Regions from separate parts of the Mus musculus genome. Here region 1 is linked to region 2. A link is a contact called in public HiChIP or PLAC-seq data. All regions are on one chromosome and are shown on one strand. The core of a region is the stretch at or near the end of the contact, and the rest is flanking DNA. Distances in the headings are between cores, read along the strand shown.

Region 1 (3,207 bases), core at 544-3,043, 790 kb after region 2:
CTATAACTTTCCATCCATTCTGGGTGTCTTGGGAGCAAGGACTGGCCTCTTGTCTTCAACAGCTGTAATCTTAACTTGTATAGTGTTGCAACGGGAGGACCTCTCTGAGGACGTCCAAGGGGCTCTGAGAGAGAAAGAGGAGGTTAGCTGAGGAAGGGCATGCCCTAGCCGAAGAAGTATCTGTGAGAGCCTTAGTGACCCAGTATTGCCAGAACATGTTGCATGTGACCAGCTATGGGAAGGGAGGTCCCTATGATGTCGTGGCAACTGTGTTAAAACCCTTACTTTACTTAGTAATGGCTCCAGACGAAGACTAATGATGCCCAAGAGAAGCTGCGCTTATGTGGTACTTAGTTCAGTACCCTCTAGTTTCAAGAATCTGCTGGGAGTCAAGTTAAGTGCTCCCTGTAGATCAATGTCTGCTTTCCTGTTCCACCATCCACAATGTTCCATTGTGAAGATTAACTGGGTCAAGTTCGGAGACAAGCTGGGGACTGTGGTAGACCTGTGCTCCCTACATCCACCGATGTTTCCAATCAACTCTAAAGAACGCCTACCTTCCCCTTGTCCTTCAGAGGAAGTGTGGGCTCCTTACTGCAGCCTCTCCAGCCTGCTTAATGTCTGTTGCCTCTCCTCCCCCATGTCACGTGGGCCTGTCACCATGTTTCTTCTCATATTAACTTTTGTTTGATCTCTGTCTAATCTGTCCTTTTTTTGCTCATTAACTTTTAAAAAATAGTTACATCTTTCAATGTCCAGAAATTAAATTTGGAGTAGGGTTTGTTTACTTTTCACAATTGTTCCTCGGCATTTTTAGGAGCATCTCGTTGGTTGGTTGCTGATTCCTGTTTTGTTTCTTTAAGCGTTCCATGCATCATCGCTAGTTTGTATCCCATCTCATAGTTTTAATACTGAGCATATCCAGGTATACATATAATTTTCCTCCATGTCTCTCTCTTATCCGATGCCTCTTTTATCATAACTCATGTTTACTTACATCTGGGGTGACCTTTTTGAGTTCATATTTGGTTGATACTCATCTGTGGGGATGCAGAATGCCCTGTGCTCAAGTGCTTTCCTTCAGGATTCAAGTGGCGGCTGCTACCCTAAAGGCTGGCTCCTGCCCACTGTAGTGCTGGTAACTGTGTTTGTCCTCAACTCCACTAACACTGGTGTGTGTGTGTGTGTGTGTGTGTGTGTGTGTGTGTACATGCACATGCAAATGTATGCAGGTGTACATGATAGTGCATACATACAGAGGGTAGAGGTCAACCTTATATGTTACTTCTCAAGAGCCAACCACATTGCTCCTTCAAAAAGTGTCTCTCACTAGGACCTGGGGCTCATCAATTGGGCTAGGTTTCCTGGCCAGTGAGTCTCAGGGATCTGTCTCTCTCCACCTCCCTAGTGCTGGGATTTAAAGGATATGCCCCCTGCCCCACCCTCGCTTCCATCTCCTCCCACTTGCTCAGCAAGCATTTTACTGACTGGACTATCTCCTCCTCAGCCCCAAGCTCGTGCTGTTGCTTTCATTTGCCAAACAAGTTTGCCTCCTCAAGTTCCAGCTTACGGGGTGATCTATGCCTACTTTTCAAAATTATATTGTGGGCATCAAAGAAACCCTTCTCTTTGTTCGTTAAGGAATGAGACAGTAACTGTTGTGAGCCTCCTGGGCCACGGCGAAAGCCGAGTTCAGTCAGTCAGTCAGTCTGTCTTCCCACACTGGTATGGGTGATCAAAGCAGGTCATTCATTTGATCTGTGTGGGTTTGCCACCAGGGCGATCAAAAGAAGCATCCTAGCCCGTCTGAAGGGAAAGTTCAAAGACAGCCGTGGACTGATGTCAGTGTCAGTTTACTGATGCTGCTCAGAGGCCCTGGGAAGCTGGAAGAGAAGCCACAAAAAAGAATCTCTACCTAGGGACTGGAGCAGAAAGACAAAGAGAAAGCAGCGAGGGGCTGGGTGTATGCCTGCCTATCTTGTACAGACCAGCTGTCAGCCTCAGGAGATAGTCCCCCTGGGAGCTGTCCACCCATGAGATAGTCCCCGGGAGCTGTCCACCGAGTTCACCCTGGAACCTGGGGCTTGTTGATTATGCTAGGACATCTACTACCTGCAAGTCCCAGAGATCCACCTGCCTCTGCCTCTGCCTCTGCCTTCCCAGCACAGGGACTGTAAGCAAAATCATGACACTTGGCTGTGTTTGTTTGCTGTTTGTTGTTTGGGGAGCTTGCTAACTGGCTTGCTTGTTTGTTTTTGTTTTTCTTTGGTGGTGGTGGTGGGGGAGGGTTTCAAGACAGGGTTTCTCTGTGAAGCCCTGGCTGTCCTGGAACTCACTCTGTAGACCAGGCTGGCCTTGAACTCAGAGATCCGCCTGCCTCTGCCTCCCGAGTGCTGGGATCAAAGGCGTGCGCCACCACTGCTTGGCTTGTTTGTTTGCTTTAATAGGGATTCTAAAGGTTGAACTCAGATCATCCTGGTTGCAAGACAAGCACTTTTCCTACTGCACCCTCTCCACAGTGCAGGGAGAGATGATTGTGGAAGATGTTTCAGAAGACGCATGGGTAGAGAACACAAGTTTGGCATGCCTCAGATCTGGTTTGCTTTAGGGACCGATCTTGCTTTCAGGATCTGCACAGACAACACCCAGTGTTGCTACTTCAAGGTGTTGGCAGGCACAGCGTTTCTGTACCAAATGTCACTTATTCCAGGATCCCTGTCTCCTGTTTTCCTAGCCTTCTTGGAAAGGCTACTGTGCATTCTTAGCTCTGAGCAATGATCATTTTCCCACCTATTATTCCCCTCTCTCTTCACCTCTCTTTCCTTCCCCTCCTCTTCCCCCGCCCATCTTCCATCCTCTCTCCTCCTGCCCATTCAGACATTTTCCCTCCCCTTTCAACTCTGACCCCATCACAGATGCCCCTGGACGATAGCCACAGAGACTGAGTGGTACTCAGGCTGGAGTGAACCTGCTGTCCTGCTCTCTCTGTATCAGATGCAGACCGCATCCCTAGAGTTTTACACACCGAAGCCTTCAGTATCTCATTATCTCCCAGGCCCTCCACTCACTGCCTGGTCTCACCACCACCCACACATTCTTTTACCCTGGAGGGCACACAAAGGTAGAGAAGAGGGTTAAGCCCTTCCAGCAAAAGTCACACCCTCCTCTCTCACATCTATGAGGGGCAAGTTCAAGGTCTGTCTGCCG
Region 2 (3,193 bases), core at 656-3,155:
TTCCAGATGACCCAGGTTTGACTCCTAACACCCACGTGGCTCACAACCTTCAGTGACTCCAGTTCAGAGACACACCTTCTGGCCTCTGTTGGCATTTTGTCTAGGCTCTGCCCCACAGTTACCTGGCAGTAGCCAGGTGTGTCTGACTCGCTATAAAAGGGGCTGCTTGCCCCCTCCTCTCTCTCTTGCTCTCTTGTCCTTGCTCTGTCCCCTTACTCCTGCTCCCTCTCCCTCCCTGTTTCCCTTCCCCCTCTCTTTCCACATGCTCATGGCCAGCCTCTACTCCTCTCTCTCTCTCTCTCTCTCTCTCTCTCTCTCTCTCTCTCCTCTCTCTCTCTCTGCCTTTCTCTGTCTCCACTGCCTCAACTCCCCTCCCCATGCCCTGAATAAACTCTATTCTATACTATACTGTCCTGTGCCTGGTCCCTTAGTGGGAAGGGATGCCTCAGCATGGGCCTGCAGGAGGCACCCCCTTCCCCCATATCTTACCACACCTCCACCAAACATACTCTCTCTCTCTTTCTCTTTTTATAAGACACAACAGCCTCTGTGGGCACTGTACACATATGGTGACCAGACATAAAGTGCTCACAAAACATCTATGTACATAAAAAAAGCATTTAAAAAATAAGGTGGATAACGTACTGGAAGACCTCTCTGGTCTCCACATGTATCTGTATGGGCAGCTATGCTTATGCACCATATATACACATTCATGTGCTCATACACACATATACACACACATACATACATATGAACACTCACAACCACTCACAACACACCCATGTATACACACATGCACACCCACATGCACAAACATACACATACACACACATAAATGCACACGTACATAAACACATACATAGGCATATACATACACACACACACACACAAACATACATGCACAAACCTCCCTCATCCCTCACATGGTCCAGCTGGACCATGTACCTCAGGGTCCTCACCTGGGAAGGCACAGCTAAGCAGGATCGCCTGTCTTTTGGGCTTACCACGCTCTAGGCATTAACTGCAACCTCTGTCTCCTTTCCATCTCAGAAACTACAATGGTTTCTTTGGGTAGGGGAATGAAATTGTAGCCCCGGGGGGAAAGGAATAAAGAGATTAAAACCAGACATCAAAATTGGAATAAAGATCCAGAAAAAAGCAATTAAGATCCAGCATTGCTGCGTGGGTAAACATTTACCTGACACGCAGGGACCGCTGTCTGAGAGGGAGAAGCTGGCCTGTTGTTTAAAGTGCTTTAAAACCAAGGAGCCGACAGCTTTGTTTTCTGACTTTAATGAGCTGTTTAGGGGAGTTTCAGATTTTAGGGGAATCCTGTAATAGTTGAAACATTTTCCCTTCACCAGCTGGGAAACTGGGCATCCTTAGAGGCTCTTCTGTGGGTTCCCGGAGCAGCAGCAAGAATGGCACCTTATGTGACTCTTTCCTACGGAGATGTGACAATACGCATTTACTCCTCCTGAAAGCGAACCCAGGGCAGACCAAAGTCCAAGCGGGGGAAATCATGATTAGTTTCTCCTGGGGCTCCTAACAGGAAAATGCTAACAGGGGTGACTTACGGGACAGAAATGGTTCAGAAACTGGGCATCTCTGAAGATCCCACCTCGTCCATGGAAGCTACAGCCCTGGTGCACTCTGCTTGATGGGCGGCTCCACAGGACAGGGAGACCCTTCTCCTGGCAGCCCAGGCAGACCTACTCCCCCCACCCCCATCATCCCTCAGCTAACTGCTTACTGCTTCCATAAGCTTAAGGAACGGCTCTCTGGGATCTCTCATTAGGTTCCCCAAGACATGTGAAATTTGTTTACTTTCTGAATCTCATGAGCCTTCCACTTCACCCTCGGGGGAATTTTTAGCTAGGAGGAAGTTAATATACAACACACCTCTTCCCACTCTGGGGAAAAATGAACCTTTCAGAGGAAGGTTTCCTCTGAGTCGGGGGATGGGGGACAGGGAAAGGCAAAGAGGGAGAGGTTCTAAGGGGGCTTCGCTTTGGGAACATTACTTCCTGGGGAGACTACTTAAAGGCAAACTGTTAGATAAAGTTCCCAATAAAGACATTGCTCTCAGTGCCCAGAGCAAGGGGGTCCCGTGGAAACTTTTACCACAGTTCTCTTTGGCCACTGTGACCTTTGACCTTTCCTTCTATTGTTCTGAAGTAGGCCAGCAGACATGACTGCTGCTGTTGCTCTGCCTGAAGTGTATTAGAAGAGGTGGTTTACAGACAGACAGACAGACAGACAACAGCATGGAGCGGAGTGTCTCTGAGGATACTTCAAGTCCCATCGTCTGAAACATTCAGGGTGGCAGCGAGCATCTGTAGGGAGGAGTCAGGGCCCACATGGCCGAGGTGGGTTATAGTTTTATAGCTCTCTGAGGATGGGTGGTTTCACAGTCCTGGTTTAGATCCCAGGCAGGGGGCAGGAAAGGGGTGGGGAGCAAGCCTGCAGGACCCGCTTTGATGTAAACTCACTTCCCAGGTGCAAGACCCTGTGGGCTCAGAAGGCTGTTAGCTAGAGACTCACAATATTTTAGTAGGGTGGCTGTGGAGGTCTTGAAAGAGGAAGGGCTGCGGGGCGTTGCATTGTAACACTGCATTCTTACAGCAAGGAGGCTCATGATTGTCTGAAACTCCAGCTCCAGGAGATGGGACGCCCTTTTCTGGCCTCTGTGGGCACCTGTACTCATATGCACATATCCTCTTACTCCTCCAATCCCCCACCGGCACACACAGACACATAGACACACACACGCACACACACATACAAATAAAAAGACCACATCAGATAACCCAGGCCCAGGGAATCCATCACACACACCAGCCTTACTAAGTGTAAAACCCTCACCTGGATTTTACAGAGAGGACGTCACCTATCATTGGATGGTCAGTGGTCCAGTGTTCTATTCACATCAAGGGCGAAGACCCCCTGACTGTCTTTGGGCTTTTAGCTCAACATGGTCTGTACTCCTGGTATGGCCTACTGAAATTCTGTCCTGCTTATTCGTCTAGACATGCTCCTACATCTTGCCCCATGATCCTGTGGTCCTGCAGATGCCCTCCGCGGTCCGTGGCCTCCATGCTCCATGGCCTCGAATCTGCAGCTCCACTTGATGTGGAAGCCTAACAAATCCTTACTCTGTAGCCAGCCTTGCCTCTGATGGATCTCCTAA

What was found. HiChIP or PLAC-seq counts read pairs in DNA pulled down with a chosen protein or histone mark.
Region 1: a contact with region 2 is called in an H3K27ac HiChIP or PLAC-seq map of T-cell acute lymphoblastic leukemia, with 9 times the contacts expected there. The contact joins two enhancer-like sites. A contact is called at or near these places in 1 of 39 promoter capture datasets (embryonic stem cells), 7 of 15 datasets of contacts at CTCF or cohesin (CD8 T cells, the NIH/3T3 cell line, embryonic stem cells and 3 more), 154 of 484 Hi-C or Micro-C datasets (the 4T1 cell line, the 63-12 cell line, the AML12 cell line and 87 more), 10 of 115 datasets of contacts at active chromatin or transcription factors (T-cell acute lymphoblastic leukemia, bone marrow-derived dendritic cells, bone marrow-derived macrophages and 6 more) and 2 of 9 other capture datasets (adipose tissue and embryonic stem cells).

What each region holds. Positions count from the first base shown.
Region 1 is chr13:52,615,533-52,618,739 of GRCm38.p6, forward strand. All of the region lies in intron 3 of Syk (spleen tyrosine kinase), which reads left to right. Among named protein-coding and RNA genes, the nearest start is that of Syk, 20 kb to the left of the region's middle. Within about 2 kb of position 1,794, at least 18 of the 459 cell types and tissues checked have an H3K27ac peak or open chromatin away from gene starts, as enhancers often do. A contact at or near this core is called in T-cell acute lymphoblastic leukemia, where this site is marked.
Region 2 is chr13:51,822,131-51,825,323 of GRCm38.p6, forward strand. No RefSeq gene overlaps it. Among named protein-coding and RNA genes, the nearest start is that of Gadd45g, 23 kb to the right of the region's middle. Within about 2 kb of position 1,906, at least 18 of the 459 cell types and tissues checked have an H3K27ac peak or open chromatin away from gene starts, as enhancers often do. A contact at or near this core is called in T-cell acute lymphoblastic leukemia, where this site is marked.